Linked DNA regions of Gossypium hirsutum: region 2 is linked to region 1. The links are chromatin contacts, called in public Hi-C maps. All regions are on one chromosome and are shown on one strand. Each heading gives the region's core, a stretch centred on a gene start, on an enhancer-like site or on the middle of the called end of the contact. The rest is flanking DNA. Distances are from core to core; before and after follow the strand shown. Region 1 holds the start of LOC107932514 (DNA repair protein recA homolog 3, mitochondrial). Region 2 has its middle 24 kb from the start of LOC107921438.

Region 1 (2,975 bases), core at 170-2,669:
CTGGCCATGCACAAAGGTTACTAAAGATTTGGTTATAACCGCTGAAAATTCATCTTGTAAAATAGCAAGACCTTGTAGAACCAACAGAAGTAATGTTGCAAAATGAATTTGTTATGAAGTAAGCAATACCTGCACTTCAGACATATCCACTTAGTCTGCAAATTGAGAATTGATGATTTTGGATACACTTTCAGCCAGTTCACTAGACTGTTGAAAAAGTAGATGTGGGTTACTAAAATTCTAAAATCAGTTTTGATTATCAATGTAAGCATGAATCTAAGTTTGTCTATAACTAGAATACACGGGCATGATGTACATCTATATCAATACATAATACACGGGCATGGTACTTCAGAAGCTATCAATATATAATACACGGGCATGATACTTCAGAAGCTCTAAGATTCCCAAAACCAAGTCATTGATGTAACAAAAGCCAGATGCCTCACACTTTTTGGCATGATGTAAACCACCAGCCCAATTTATAGCAATATCACATAACTGATTGTTTAATCTTCTTGCAGCATCTGCCAACCATGACAATCAATTACAACTGAAAATGCACAAATCAAATTAAGAGAAACAACCTACCATATCAAAATTTACCTATTGTCCCACCAGTATAAATTTGACAAAATTCAAACAAGTTTTCAAACACAGGGCAATCTTCTCCAAGATTGTCTGGGAAGAAGAAAATAGAAAAAGATAGAAATCAAACTCCAAACCCATATACATCAGAAAAAGCATAACCTAATCCTTTCTCCATATGATATTTGCATGTTCATTGGAACGGGTAAAATACAGATGACAATTTAGGGGAAAGAATAAGAAAATAGACAGCGAAGGGAAGAAGACTAAAACAATAGCTAATAATTGATCGGAGCCTCGCCGTTTCCACAATCGCTGGGCTGCACGGTGGGAGATGTGCTCATTTCTTTGCAAAGCTCTGCTTTCGACATCAATTTCTCCATATTTTCATACACATGCAAATTTGCCACACTCAAAATCCAAAAACAGAGAGTATTCTATGCGTTTTATGGAAAACCCAAGAAGATTTTGTTTTGAATGATAGTGGAAGTGGGAGGAGATTTTCGTCTAAAAAAAAATAAGCTGTTACGAGAGCCATTGAATAGGCATTCAGCGCTCGACCCTCGGAATGGTTATGCAGCATTTACGTGTAATAGAGCCCGCACGGAATAGATATTCGACGGTCAAATTTCAACCAAACAAACAGATCACTGTAGGGTGTGGAATAAGGGCGGAATGGAATGGCCATTCCGTCGAACCAAACATGCTGTTAAACTCATTGTCACTCAAACCTCTCGCTCAACAGTCCCTACAAGTCTGATTACCATCACACTTCAAGCTCTCCATTCCTTTCTTACCAAAACCGAAGATTCCAAACCCTCAAAATAACCTAAATTTTTTTATTTTAAATATTTTAATAAGTTTTGTAATTAAAGAAAATAATATAATTTTCTATGACCTTTTTGTATTTAATTTTTCTATAATTTATTATTTTTATATTTTTCTTAATAAATTAATAATATTTTATAATATATATTATTTTTATATATTTATATTATTTTTATAATATTTCTAAATTTTTTATACAATTTTAATAATTTTTAGAATTAAATAATTAAAAAATAAATTAAACCTCACAAAATAATTTAAAAAATCAATTAAGCCATCCACATTAGTACTTTTCTATGTCAACTGTCATAATGTTGCCTACATAAGGATATGGGGACTGAGTAAGTAAAGCTAGACACGGAGGGCCTAAATTAATGTAGAATCGTCACTAACCAATTAAGGCTAGGTTGGTTAGCCACCTATTGTCTAAAAGTTTAGAATTAATACTACGAAAAATCCTAAAAGTTTAGACTTGATGTCATCACCAAATTTTGGGTTTGGGAGTATGGTTACGTGTGGGGAAGATTATAACACCCCCACAATGCTTATTCGGGGATAGTCCTACAGGGTCTTAAGAGCTAGGTTTTATTTATTTAAGCATATTAATGTTTTAATTTAGGCTAAAATCTTATGAAAATCTTAAATAAAAACTCTAAAGAAAATTCTTTCGGTTTACTCGTAACTTGATTAAGATGTATTCACCAATTTATCTAATTTGAAACTTAAATTAGAGATTTTTATTTTTAACGAGAACCCTAAACGATACCTAAATAATTTACCTTCAATTCCTAGAATTAATTCTATTTTAGAATTTTAAAAAAACCACCTAGAAATTACTAATGAGTTAAGAGAAATATTAAAATCCATCTAAAACTTATTCGATATATTATTATTATTTAAAGAATTAATTAATAACGTTGAACCTATGAAGATATTATGAAAGTATCCTATGCCGAGTTTGTGATTTATCTTACTTTAAAATTCTTGATCTAAGATTTAAGTTCACCAAAATCCTAAAATAATATATCTTAAATAACATTTATTAGCTTTCTTAAAAAAGTTTCTAAAACAAAATACTTACAAAGACCTACTCATGATTTACAATTCACTTACAAAAATCTTTAGTTTTAGTCTTGAATAAAGTCCTAAAGAATATTTATATATTAATTTAAGATTCTAATCCTATACGATATTTAAAATTAGTTCAAAAACCCTAAAAAATATCTTACATGTTATTTATAATTTTTCTAGGATAAATGGTAGATAGGATCTTAAAGACTTAACTAACTTCATGTTAACAATTATAGGATGGAAAAAATGAACTAAAATTTCCTCTTTTAAAACGAATAGTAATAAAATAGAAAAATTAATTAAATTGACTAAAGTTGATGAAAAGTTAAAACTCTTTCAGAAAATGACAATAATAAAAAAGAAAATTTAAATAAATGAAATAAATAAATAATAATAAAAATAATACACACTATTCATAATACAATAAAAGAATCAAAGTAACATAAATAAATAATATTAAAATGTATGTAAGGGGAATGTGTAAAAAA
Region 2 (2,975 bases), core at 128-2,627, 75 kb before region 1:
GAAGTGAAACACTGTCATCCTTAATTCATTCACGCACTCATCATTAAAAGCTCAAATTTAACAAATGTCAAGTATGAAACTTCAGCATCTATATTTATTCTTATTTATCAGATTAAAGTTTCATTTTTGTAGTTATAAAGATTGGGATTTTATAATTACATGATTGGTTACTTGCGATCCTAAATGTGGGTTAAGGTTGCAATAATTGGAGTGGGCTGACAAGCAAGCCAGCGCAGCAGCACCTGGATGTCATGTGCTTGGGTGGAGGAAAAAAAAGAGAGCTGTCCTAAATAGATAGATGGAGAAGCTGAAGATGACATTACCTACCTACCAACCTACCTCTTAAATCTTTTGGCTGCATGTGGGACTGCTTTAACCTTAGCGGAAGGTCAGTTTCAGACATCCAAATCCCCCTCCTCTCTCCTCGACACAAACTCACCTTACCTGACCTCAAATATTCTTATCATTTATTTCTGGTATGCATTATCCATGGGGCACTTGATTCGGATCCTTGTTTTAAAAGTTTTTGTTCCTACGGGCGTCAAAATAAAGTGTCTGTAACATACATGTCATGGGACTGTAGATCCATGTGCTTATTATTTTCTTCCAACTCTTGAATTTTCATCGTCTACGGATATTACCAATATGTTTCGATCTGTAAGAGGGGATATCATGTTAGAGAAAGCTAGTGAGACGATCAGACCAAGGTCGACTATTTGATTAGAGAATAATGCATGTTTTGTTCTAGAGAGACCAAGTAACCTTAGCTTAGGTACCTCATAAAAGTAGCTGCGAATAACTGGATCACCACGGCAGCAGCCCCAGAGACCTGTGCCACTATTACAATTAGAATAGGTAGGGCCAACAAGTTCAAAACGTTCCTTACGTTATTCTGCATAATCACTAAAGAAACCATTGCATCCTCATCCTGTCTACCATGCATCAGACAAAAGATTGGCCAAACTTGTAAGAAAAATCACACGAAAAAAGATGAAGTTCAAAGGAAATAGAATGATAATAAATCAATGATAGCTTAATTGAAGATAACATCATGAGAGAAAAATAGATGACGCCAACCAACAACTTCAATCAATTTAACCATGTACCAATCTAGGAGTTAGGTATTTACTAGTCTAGGAATCATAGCAGAATAGATTTATTTGCACAATGCTTCGGTCCAAGATTGATTAAATCAGCTAAAGATTGGTTGGCATTAGACAATGTTTTCAGCCGAATAGATTATGATCATACATAAGCACCATATAGACTCAACAAAGTACTGATTTAGAAGCAGCATAGGCTGGTGTCACGGTCACCCAAAGGTGTGGAGCAAGCCACCCTAAGTACAGGTGGAGGCCCTAAGGTGCGAATGGTGGCCAACAAGGGCCTAGGGAGGCCCCCTTAGCTGCAACAGGCCCAAAAAAGTGCACATGTGAGAAGAATGGGTCTGGGGTACCAAAAATCCGGAAGCCCAAGGAAGAGATCCAAACCTTGTGGAATAAAGTAGAACCTTTTGAAAGAGTTGTATAAAATATTCTAAAAATAAGTTCTTGATTATCTATTGTATTTGATCGTGACCGTTGGATCAAAGGGGTTTGGCATATATAAAGGAAGGCACCCCTCCATTTATAACATAAGTTAACTTATTGAGTAATAACAATTCCAGATTATCCCAACTCCCTTTTGTTCTCATTTGATGTGGGTGTGCTTCTCTAGGCCTAGAGCTTTGTTAAGGGACTCTCCGAAGCAAGGATCGAAGGTTGACTTAGGCATTGTTGGTGAAAGACTAGTGCCTAAGGTTGCATATTGGCAGAGTTAGAGTCTCGACCTATGACAAATGATATCAGAGTTAGCAGTTAGCTCTTGTGGTGAGTGAGAGATGACTACAAATCAGATAAGAGGAGCAAGCAAGGGGAAAGGGTGGTGGAGACTCGAGTGACAATGAAGAGCAAGAAAGGAGGCTCATGAGGGAGCTCAAAGGACTTTGTGGCGATCATGGAGACCTGAATGATCGATGTTGAGTCCGTAGTGAGTGATGTCCCAACTTGACTGGAGGACATTAAGGATTCCCTTGATGAGTTAAAGTCCGACATAGCGAAGTCCTAGGAGGAGATGAAGGTGTAGTTAAGAGAGGAGCTGCAAGGGGCTATGAAGGAGGCCTTAGGAGACCTTACCGGAAGGAATGAGGCCCTTGTAGTGTAACCTGTTAAGAGAGGAGCTGGAGGTGCAACTAAGAGAGGAGCTGCAAGGGGATATGTGGCGCATCATTTTGCCAGACCAAGGACCAATCCGCACTACCATCAAGACATTTAAACACTGTAATCTATTTAAAAGTTGCAGAAGCGGATCGGAGGACCACATTCACATTAACCTATCTTTCGAAGCACTATAAGAGGGTAGAAAAACACCAACTATCCGAGCGGCGATATGATGAGTGAGCACTTGTTCAAGCGTTTCCCACGACCACTCACCTTCACAGGTAACCGGGTGCCGAACCAGAGTGCTGTCTTCTAAAGGAGCACCACAGTATAGAACTGCTTCAGCGGGCCAACATCGTCAAGCCACGAATCATTCCACAAGTTGAGCAAACGTCCATTACCTATCGACCACTTAATGCCCGTAATACCCCCCCCCCAAAAAAAAAAAATTGTGTGAAATTGATCACCAAACATACTAACAACTGCTCCTCGCGATCGACAATGGGCAAATTCCTTGGACATTATTCTTAGCCCGTAAAACCTGAACCAACAGAACATTAATATTAGTAACAATGCCAAAGCCTAGCTTAAGCGAAGATACCTTGGTCTAGTCACCCATATGCTGTATCCCCAAACCTCCAGTCTCAAGAGGCGCATAACATCTATACCAGCTCACCAACGCAGGCTTACACGAAAGAATTCCTGAGCCCAAATAAAATGCCGCACTAGTCTCTCAATTTCATTACAAACTGACGTAGGAATTTAAGCTGTATTCAT

Evidence for each region. Hi-C and Micro-C count contacts between places; a contact is called where the count stands out from the background.
Region 2: a contact with region 1 is called in a Hi-C map of hypocotyl, with 2.5 times the contacts expected there. The contact joins the enhancer-like site here to the promoter of LOC107932514 in region 1. A contact is called at or near these places in 7 of 34 Hi-C or Micro-C datasets (callus, hypocotyl, leaf and 1 more).

The regions. Positions count from the first base shown.
Region 1 is chrA12:6,632,886-6,635,860 of Gossypium_hirsutum_v2.1, reverse strand. LOC107932514 (DNA repair protein recA homolog 3, mitochondrial) reads right to left here and starts at 1,419. Exons shown (of 7, transcript XM_016864583.2): 1 at 607-1,419; 2 at 130-207.
Region 2 is chrA12:6,707,378-6,710,352 of Gossypium_hirsutum_v2.1, reverse strand. No RefSeq gene overlaps it. Among protein-coding and RNA genes, the nearest start is that of LOC107921438, 24 kb to the right of the region's middle. Within about 2 kb of position 1,377, at least 5 of the 9 cell types and tissues checked have an H3K27ac peak or open chromatin away from gene starts, as enhancers often do. A contact at or near this core is called in hypocotyl and leaf, where this site is marked.